Regions from separate parts of the Mus musculus genome. Here regions 2 and 3 are each linked to region 1. A link is a contact called in public promoter capture Hi-C data. All regions are on one chromosome and are shown on one strand. The core of a region is the stretch at or near the end of the contact, and the rest is flanking DNA. Distances in the headings are between cores, read along the strand shown.

Region 1 (3,453 bases), core at 85-2,584:
AATTTTAAGCCTAAGGATGATAACTCCTGCCAGAGGAGTGGGCTCCTCTTTACTCTCCAATCAAATGACAAGTGAGGCCCCACATGAAAACGGTCCATAAACCAATCAATCAGTTTGTTTCAAGTATCACAATTAGAGATCATACAAAAATAAGGGAAAGGAATATATGGATATATAGGCAAAAATAGGTTCAAGAAAAAAATTAGTTGAGCACACAGCATTAGAAGTGAACCAAACATAGACTCATGGATGAAATCCTGTGGACGGTTACTGAGATCAGTCCCTTCCAAGATAGGAATGAAAAAAGTCCAGAGTGCTCTCAAATCATCAGTGCTGAAGAGAAGGACTCATTTGTTTCAGTAGAGTCTCCACACCTACAGTTGAGAGGGAACTGTAGAGTCAAGATGTGTCACATGCCGGGCAATGGTGGCGCATTCCTTTAATCTCAACACTTGGGAGGCAGAGGCAGGTGGATTTCTGAGTTTGAGGACAGCCTCATCTACAGAGTGTATTCCAGGACAGCCAGGGCTATAGAGAGAAACCCTGTCTTGAAAAACCAAAAAAAAAAAAAAAAAAAAAAAAGAAAAGAAAAGAAAAAAAAGTGTCACACGTGGCAATCTGAATACACAGGTCAAATCTGAATACACAGGGCACACACACCTAAAAAGTCTAGATACCATGAGTCTCATTTGCATATTGACCTACAGTCATCAATGTGATTGCTTATGTGTTGTCAAGATGATAGAGCAGTTATTTACCTTAGTTACAGCTTGTGTGAAAAGAGGAATGTCAAAATGGAGTTAGTACCTTCAAAATGTAGTCACAATAATCATAATTAAAATACCTGCTTGATTCCATTCCAAAAAGTCACAATATAGCAAAATGTACACCACAACACCCTTGTATGTCACAATACCACTTCTGACTAATACTCACATGTCTTGCTTTAATGTATGTATGTATGTATGTATGTATGTATGTATGTATGTATGTATGTATGCATGCACATGTGTACACATGTGTGAAGGGGTGAGGACTTCTAGATATCCAACCCAGGACAAGCAGCTAACCATTCAGCCATTCAGACTTATTGCTTCCTAGAATCCTGTTTGATATATGAGTTAAGCCTCATATCAACTGAATAATCCACATAATGTATTGTAAAGAACATTTAATGTAAATACAGTTTATAGACAAATTTATTTTGAGGTCGGAGATACTTCCACATTAGGAACTGAGAAAGTAATGAGAACATTCTTGACAGAGTTTTTAGGAACAAATTTAGGTATGTTTCTCAATTTCCTCTTTCCCATGTCTTTAAATCAGTGGAGAGCAGTGCAGACTCTCTGACTTCTGGGTTTGCAGCATTGGCCCGCTCTGTGGCATTTAACTCAAGTGTGTGTGGAAGTTGATTCTGAACTCTGGCCTCTTTGACAGAAGCCAGGTCCCTGAGTCGTATTTTGGAGACAGATGCAAGAAACCCCTGACCTTCTGAACATACACCTCAACAATGGTGCAGGAAAGACAATCCCAAGGTGAGGTGAGAATTCCTGTCTCAGTCAAAGGAGACAATAGGAATACGTACTGTGATGAGGATCTACCTGGGACAAGTGGCAGGCTGAAGTGGTGAAGTAGATCAAGACAGCAGAGTCCCAGGGATGTGTCAGAAGTATAATATCTCAGAGCCAGAAGCCCTCAAAACAACAAGAAACCAAATTATTGAAGGGGGTGTGAAATGTGACAACAAGAAGAAAGTATAAGGTCATGGAAATTGCAGGTGCCTGAGGGTGAAATATTTCTAGATTGTGAGTGTGTGTGTGTGTGTGTGTGTGTGTGTGTGTGTGTGTGTGCTTAAGAGCTGACTTGGTCATATTATAGGGCTGTGACAGCTTTTTCCTACTTTAAGTTCATAATTATTCTGAGCATTTTGTCTGGTTATTAACTGATCTAAGGTTTTTGGTCCTGTGGTGAGTACATCTGATTGCTATCTGACAGGGAAGGGAGTCTGCTGGACCCTGAGACTCTGGTCAGCTGCTGTGATTTCCATGTTACTCTTGAGTACCTGTTTCATTGCGAGCTGTGTGGGTAAGTTCTTCATTGACTGGTGTCTCTTTTGGGGCACTGTCTAGTCTCTGTTCCACAGAGACTCCAAGGGACACTTTTGTTTTGTTTTGGCTTTTCAAGACAGAGTTTTTCTGTGTAACAAGCCTTGGCTGTCCTGGAATTCTCTCCATAGATCAGGATGGCCCTGAACTCAAAGAGATCCTCCTACCTCTGCCTCTTAAGTGCTGGGATTGAAGGCATATGCTACCACCAGCCTGGAGTTGTTATTTTAATCCCATTATCTGGTCTGACTTCACAGGTAATGCCATGTTTTTCTTGACTTCTCTTCTTTGTTCCTTTTCTTTTTTTTCCCCCATCTTTTGACTAATGAGATATGTAAGGTTTCTTCACCAGCTTTGTTAGCTCATACTATTTACAACCATTGTCTGTGACAGTGCCTTCCAGCACTGGGTTCACCAGTAATCACAGTCTCTTCTCACATCTCTATATTGGGAGTGCAAGTCCAGTTGATTTCATAATGTCGACAGCTTAGAGTCTGATTTATATGGGATTTTCCTTTCTCAATAGAAGAGTAAAAAGTCACCAAATGAGATAGTGATGATTGAGGAAATAAAATATCTCTGTCCTGTTTCATCTGCTCAGAATCCGTGTGTGAAGTCTATTATGTGAGAAGTTTTGATGATATTCTTTGCAGTCAACAGTCTGCTTCTCCATTTGCTATCAGGTTGATCACAATAATTGCTGTACAGTCCAGGAAATAGTGAGAGTGACTTGATGTTGGCAGTATGCTCTGTGATAAGACAAACTCATCTTCTCCTTGAAGCAACATCTGCTCTAATTGGCAGAGTCAAACTTAAGAGAACAGATTGTGGCCATTAAGAATAGTTATTTCACGGACCAAGAAGAAACAGATGGTCAGAACCCAAAACATGGAGTAGAAACATTTGCTTAGAATAGTAAAGAAGATCTGTTTTTGTTAACATTGTTTAATGTGCACACTCATGAAAACTGCTAATTAAAAATAATTTTTATTTATTTTTTGAAACTTTCCTACTCATATACAACATACCTTGACCATACATTCCCCACTTAAAAGTCTCTAGATGTTTAAAGTCCTCCTACCTACAATCAGGAATGGTAAGGATATGTAAACATACCCATTATTCTTGCCTCAAAGTTGTTTAAACAAAGGAGGCTAGACACTGGTGAGGCAACAGATTACTATCCAGGACTTGTGGCAGTTCCCTGATGCAGGGGTTTGTTATTAATTCATGAAGAAGATTAGATGTTTATTCCAGAAAAATACAGCTGATATTATAGTGGGGAAAAGAAAAAACAAATGAGGAGATGTATAAACTAGTAATTTAAATGAATATAGGAGAGCAATAA
Region 2 (3,182 bases), core at 327-2,826, 1.0 Mb after region 1:
ACTCCCGCTTCTTGGCCCTGGCATTCCCCTGTACTGGGGCATATAAAGTTTGCAATACCAAGGGGGCCTCTCTTCCCAGTGATGGCCGACTAGGCTATTTTCTGCTACATATGCAGCTAGAGGGTACTGGTTAGTTCATATTGTTGTTCCACCTATAGGGTTTAACACAGTGAGCCGGGTCTAGACTAGGCCTAGAGTGCTATGAATGGCAGCTAACATCCATTCGCCTTACTGTCTCTCTCAGATCATTCCATGGCAACAGCTATAAGTGTGCTTTGCTTCCCAAGCACTGCATCTCCTGAGGCACAAGCTTCCAGAAGAAATCAATATTTCTCGAACCATCTATGTTTGTTTGTGTCTCGGAAAGTTCACTAAGGATTTTATAGTGATCGCCATGCATGACTGTACCACAGTTTCTGCAAGGCAGGAATGAATGCCAGTGTCAGGTGAGGCCAACTCTGTTCTGTCTCATACTGAGAGACCCGAGACACAGGGAAAGAGGGGAAAGTGTGCAAGCTTCCCTGGTAAGCATGTTGTGATGCTTCTCTGTGGGTCTGGGAGAGGAAAATATTAGACAGAGTACATGCAAATGTGTCATAAAAGAATGAGATCATGACTTATTTGAGAGAAGCCGGGAGTGGTATAAAAGGTGACAGTCTCACAAGAGAAACACAAGATAGTCATAAAGAGGGTGTGTAGGAAAGGAAGCAAATCCTGACGAAAAGATAGTTATCAATCCATGCTTGTTAAAGAGAGCTGTCTCTGTACTGTTGTCCACGTTTTCTACATATTTCCCTTCCTCCCTCCACTCTCTCTGTCATACACACTCACATACACACATTCACACGCATACAAACACATTCACACACGTACACATTCAAATACACACTCACATACACACTCACACAGTCACACACATTCATATACAGACTCTCTCTCTCTCTCTCTCTCTCTCTCTCTCACACACACACACACACACACAAACTCAAGCAGATGGAGATACTGAAACTAGACAAGACCTCAGGAACTATGCTGAAGGCCTGCTTTACAGGAAGAACTACCAACTATGGCATGCAGACACAGTTGGGGGTAAATGAAAACAAATGCTAAAGAATTAACTGTTTAGAAATAATATTGGGCGGCTTTGGCTTCCACACATCCATTTGGAGGCTTAACATGTATTTTCACATCTTTATAGGAAAGGATTTGCAGCATTGAAGGGTTGCATCTGACCCCTGTATCTCACTGAACTATCCTTGCTTTTCTGTGTCCCACATTCACACAAAACCCAGCAACAATCAAAAAAGGTCAAATGTACTTCATTGCACAGAATATGAGACTATGTGTCCCCAATACAAGCTATTGGGTCACATAAGCCTTCCCCAAATCCTGAAATTCCTCCATTGCTTAAATCACAGTTCCATATTCATTTCCTGGCCCTGTTTAGGAAGAGGTCACAGCCCTCATTTCTTCATTCCTTCCCAGTATACTTCCTCTTCATGATTACTTTCTCCCTGCCTCGTTAAGAGAGAAGCAGTGGCCAGGGACCATGGCCTGGGGAAGGAAGTAGAGTGTGCAAGAATCAACCACAGACTCTCCTAAACAGTGCCTCAGCACTCTTCTCAGGCTCAGTGCTGCTGACTCCAACCCGACTTGCCTGCGTCTTGCTGACCCACGCTCCCCTTCTCTTACCTCCCAGGGCTATCTTGCCTGTTCCCTGACTTCATTAGGAAACAATGCTGAGCACCATATGGGTGTGTGTTCCCTGAAAGCTTACATAGCAAGCTGTTGTACCATCCATGTACATAACAGGCAAACAGATAGAGTAGAGGCTCCGGTCAGAAGCATTTTCATTGAGCAACCCATGACTCTATATCCATTTGCTGCCTAGTGTAGAGAGTAAGTCTGAGGCCAGCTTAGTTTTGATGTTTTAGATAGCAGGTTGTCTATTCTTTAAATAAACAGGTGTTTTCTTCCAGAATTGTCCAATTATACTCAAAGGATATCCAAATTTTATGTGTATATGTTCATTATTTCCTAAAATAAGGTTTCTTTTCAAATCACATATTTAATGTATTTTTCCACACTGAGAAAAGTTCTGTTTTAGTACACATTTAAATTCTTGTTCTATCCCATTCATTGTAGCTTATACTTGTGGAAGGGTTTATTTCTTAAGCTATATTATTACTCTGTGCCCCATAGTTCTTTCTGTCCTCATCAGTAGTGTGACTGAAGGTCTCAGGTTTGCCCCTCTTTACAAACTGTTTTTCCTGTTCTGCCAATTGTCTGCTGTGTCTCCTGTAATAAATAGTTTGGCTTTGCTATCATGGTTCTAACATTCAGGGTTTTCTAACTTCACAAAGCTTGCACCCCAGCTCTCGCCACTATGTCACCATACCTTCCGTATTTTTTTTCCTATCTCGTCAAAGGTGACATCATCTGGAAACCTATTTAGGATGGCAAAACATCTAAATAAAATGCTCTGCCTCTCCTCACTCTCGGGAGTTGATTTTTGCCAAGATTCCTTTGTTTCCACATCTATGGCTCACACATACAATGCTGATTCTTATTCCTCACTGAGATACTGTGTGTGAGTGTGCATATATGTGCATACGTGTGTCTATGTGCATTCCTGTGCATGTGTGTGTGCATGCTTACTTCATCACATTTACAAATGAAGGACCTTCTAACGGACACCAACTTGAAACTCTAGCTTCCAGGAGTCCTTTTGCTGTGTCACAGTAACAGTTAAGGAGAGTCTGATGCACACTTTTTTACAACTTACGGGATAGTTGGATATTTACAACTCATTTTTATTCTCCACTGAAGATGCGGTTACATTCAGTTCGTTCCATACCCTAATCAGTTGTTGATATCAGCCTCAGAGAGATTTTAAAGTGATTGCTTTCAAGGAAGAGGAAACAAAATTGGGGTTTTCCAAGCTTACTAGGTTTTTTTGAGTGTAGCACAGACATTATTTCTGGATTAGAAAGCACTCATAAATACCATAATTACCCTTAAGGATGCCTGAAAGATATGACATTCTGAAACAACTATAGTAATAAAGATAGACATGAGTCTCCACTTGATACTCAGCCAGATAAGTGTGGAGAGGCAATCCATAATGCTTGAAGTGGTTTTCCTATCCTCAAAATGGTAACCAAGATTATTTGAGTCAGAGA
Region 3 (3,199 bases), core at 102-2,601, 1.1 Mb after region 1:
GACATGGTGGTCATAGAGAAATTTAGTTTCTAATGTGTCCCTTCTCTGTGATGTCACAAGAGTCATGAAGTTGTCAGGAGGGCAAAGCAGACCCTCATGAAAGAAACAAATTCCATAATACGCACAGTCCTCGGGATCTGTGGTGATTGGCTGTGGATATAACTCAGTAGTAAGGTTTATGATTAGCCTGAGTGAAGCTCTGGGTTGAATCATGTACAACAGGAAGGGTCACTGATATTTGCATGAATTTGATCAACAGGTCACCAAGATATCACCCAGGAAAAGATAAACCTTGATTCCATAGGCTTTCTATCTGATAGTGTATCTTTCGACGTCCTTTCCTCATCCCTGTCAGAGAAGGAAATGTATTGCTTCCATAGAAAAGCCACCTTTTTTGTCCTTGCAAGAAAGGATACCATGGGAAGAGAAACATCACAAGTATGAATGACAAAACAAACTTTTTGATTAACATGAGAGTTAATGAGAGTTTAGTTTTTAAAGCCTCTGCTTTAAAAAGAAACAAAAGATTATCTAGAGAAAAGTCGCAGAGCCCTTAGACCAAACTTAGTAGAAGAACACAGTATCTGCACACAGTATGTGCAGAACATAGACGCTATTCCACCAAGTCCAAGATTTAGCATAGAATTCCCTTAATCAGCACATAAACTAGGACTGATGAGTTCCCAGAGATGAAGAACAGAGAGTACTTACTTGCCCCTCCCAGATGGTTCATCTTCATCTTAATATTGTCTTTATCCTTATAGGAAACATTGCGCAGAGAACATCGGCACCTGAGAAAGACTAAGACAATGTACCCCCATCAGAGCCCACTGGAGAGACTCCCTCACAGTCCAGAGTCCCCTGGGCTCCCCATGTCTTTGTACTGGGGTATTCAAGTTAGATAAGTCAGAGTTTATAGATACTTCCTCCTCCTCTGCAAGTATAAAAGCCATAGATCCCTTGGGCTAGCTCAAACGCAAGCCCTCTAAGCTTTTCTATCACAAGATTACAATTTCTAAGACCTGTGAGCCATGGATCACAGCCTTGAGCTGTGGGACCTTGGAACACACACACACAAAAGAACATTCTTGTTTCCCACAGTATAATAGGTGCTCCCGCTAGGTCCATACACTAATCTGTCACTAAAGTTCCTTTGTTCTCCTAAGTCCCCCACACTGTCCTTACATTTCTTGGTGTGCTGGTCTATCTCGAGCAAAAAAGGCGAGAACATGACAAAAAGGAAAAATACAAAGAGTATAGCAAACACCACATAGAGCCAAGGTATGCCACTTGGGAACAGACTGACCCCTGGATCAATCTCTGCCATTTGGACAGGAGGGAAGACATAGAATGCTCTGCCTTCGCTTCTTTACCTCCTAAGTGACCATAGCTATGACATCATAGCTTCAGAGACAATGGGTGAGATGAGGATCTGATTGGGATTGGCCAAGCTTCATCCTGTCTATGACAAGGGATAGTTCCCTCCTACCACAGATTCTTTTCCTAATATTTTTGTGTGTGCATATGGTGTGTGCATGTGTATGCATGTGTATGCACATATGAGGCCAGAAATTGACATCAGACGTTTCCTTTCTTGTTCTACACCTTTTTTTTTTAAGACTGGTTCAATGAAAGTTGCCATATCAGGTAGACTGATGCCCAAATGCACATAAACACACACACACACATACACACACACTGAGATTACAGACCTATACCTCTCATACAGCTTTTACATGGATGTGGAGATCCTAACTTGGACCCTTACGTTTACACAGGAAGCACTTTTTCAACTTGAGAAACCTCCTCAGCCCCCTTGGTTTGCTTAGATGACCTAAAATAAGTTGCCTGGCCAGACTAATCAAGCACATAGCTTACTATATATTCAGGAACTGCATCTTATTACATTGGAACATCTATATTCATAAGAGAGAGCTAACTCATTAGATCTCTCAATCCTAGCATTAGTCTTAAGAAATTAACACTTAAATTTGAGAATCAAACATATATATGAGAATTAAATATATATTTGAGGTATATATATATATATATATTACCTCAAGAAGGATTTTGTGTTCTTTCCTAGAATCCCTGTCATTCCCTGACTTGGTGTGTACCAGAATTGTGTGTCCTTTCTGGGCATAGGACTATCTCCCCTATCACATGAATCAATAGTGACAAAACACTTCATATCCCAAGATGAGAGTGGTGTCTCCCTTCTAAGTTCAAAAGAATTATCATACCACTGGTGCTTTGAACATCCCCACAACATGCTTTCTGGTCCATGACAGTGTTTCCAAAAGAAAGTAGGGCAAAAGTAAATTATACATAATTATACATAATTATTATACAAAATCCCCACCCCTGGGTAAATGATGAAGAATGAAGAATTCCCCAGCTCCCTGCTCTAGAGGCTGGGAAGTCCAAGGTTGGAGGCTATCTCTGCTGAGGGCTTTTAGATATGCTATTCTACTGCAGAAGAAATGAGATGGGTGCATGCAAAAGATGGGAACTGGCTGACTTTACAATAACCTACTCTCAGAATACCTAACACACTCTTGCCTCAGTGGTATTAGCCTGGCTCTTTGCAAGGGCCACTTCTTGTGTTATAAGGGAAATGAATTTCCAAACCATTGTCTGTTGATTAACATATTGAAACCATGGCACTCAATGTGGTAAGAATTCTGGAATTTGGTTTCTTTAAAAAACACAAAAAAAATATTTTAAGAGTGTGTTTTCATTTTAATCCCAGGTGTGAGACATGGGGCTACTTCAGATTATCCACAACAGTTGACTACAATTTGCCTCATGCTCTGTCTGAGGTGTGCTTTTGCCAGCTGCAGATAGTTTCTGTGATTGTATGACATTTGGAAATCTGGAGAATTTTTAGAGGATATATAGCCTTTTCATGCTACGGCATGATGAAAAGGCTCTGTTGGTTGGTTCATTGTTGTGGGGGGCCGGGGTTGTTGATTGATTGGTTGTTGGTTGCTGTTGGTCAGTTTGTTAAGTAGTCATGCACAAAGAAGAAACAAGAAGAAACTAGATATCCTGATAGTGTAGATGAAACTTGCCCCAAGGAACTTGATGCCCCTAATCTAGCTCTCTAATTAGCTTGCAAGCACTGGGTTCCATAAACACAGGGGCCCACTCACAGTCCCATGGGCCTATACTGGGAGCTAACCAGAGAATCTGGAAC

Evidence for each region. Promoter capture Hi-C pulls out the DNA fragments that hold promoters and counts their contacts.
Region 2: a contact with region 1 is called in a promoter capture Hi-C map of the HPC-7 cell line, with 7 times the contacts expected there. The contact joins the enhancer-like site here to the promoter of Clec4n in region 1. A contact is called at or near these places in 9 of 39 promoter capture datasets (the HPC-7 cell line, HPC-7-derived erythroid cells, cranial neural crest and 6 more).
Region 3: a contact with region 1 is called in a promoter capture Hi-C map of hematopoietic stem and progenitor cells, with 4 times the contacts expected there. The contact joins the promoter of 1700013D24Rik here to the promoter of Clec4n in region 1. A contact is called at or near these places in 5 of 39 promoter capture datasets (the C10 cell line, embryonic stem cells and hematopoietic stem and progenitor cells) and 1 of 9 other capture datasets (embryonic stem cells).

What each region holds. Positions count from the first base shown.
Region 1 is chr6:123,228,509-123,231,961 of GRCm38.p6, forward strand. Clec4n (C-type lectin domain family 4, member n) reads left to right here and starts at 1,335. Exons shown (of 6, transcript NM_020001.2): 1 at 1,335-1,535; 2 at 1,996-2,085. The coding sequence starts at 1,511.
Region 2 is chr6:124,271,860-124,275,041 of GRCm38.p6, forward strand. No RefSeq gene overlaps it. Among named protein-coding and RNA genes, the nearest start is that of Gm25311, 31 kb to the right of the region's middle. Within about 2 kb of position 1,577, at least 53 of the 459 cell types and tissues checked have an H3K27ac peak or open chromatin away from gene starts, as enhancers often do. A contact at or near this core is called in the HPC-7 cell line and neutrophils, where this site is marked.
Region 3 is chr6:124,355,693-124,358,891 of GRCm38.p6, forward strand. 1700013D24Rik (RIKEN cDNA 1700013D24 gene) reads right to left here and starts at 1,352. Exons shown (of 3, transcript NR_164180.1): 1 at 1,186-1,352; 2 at 712-801.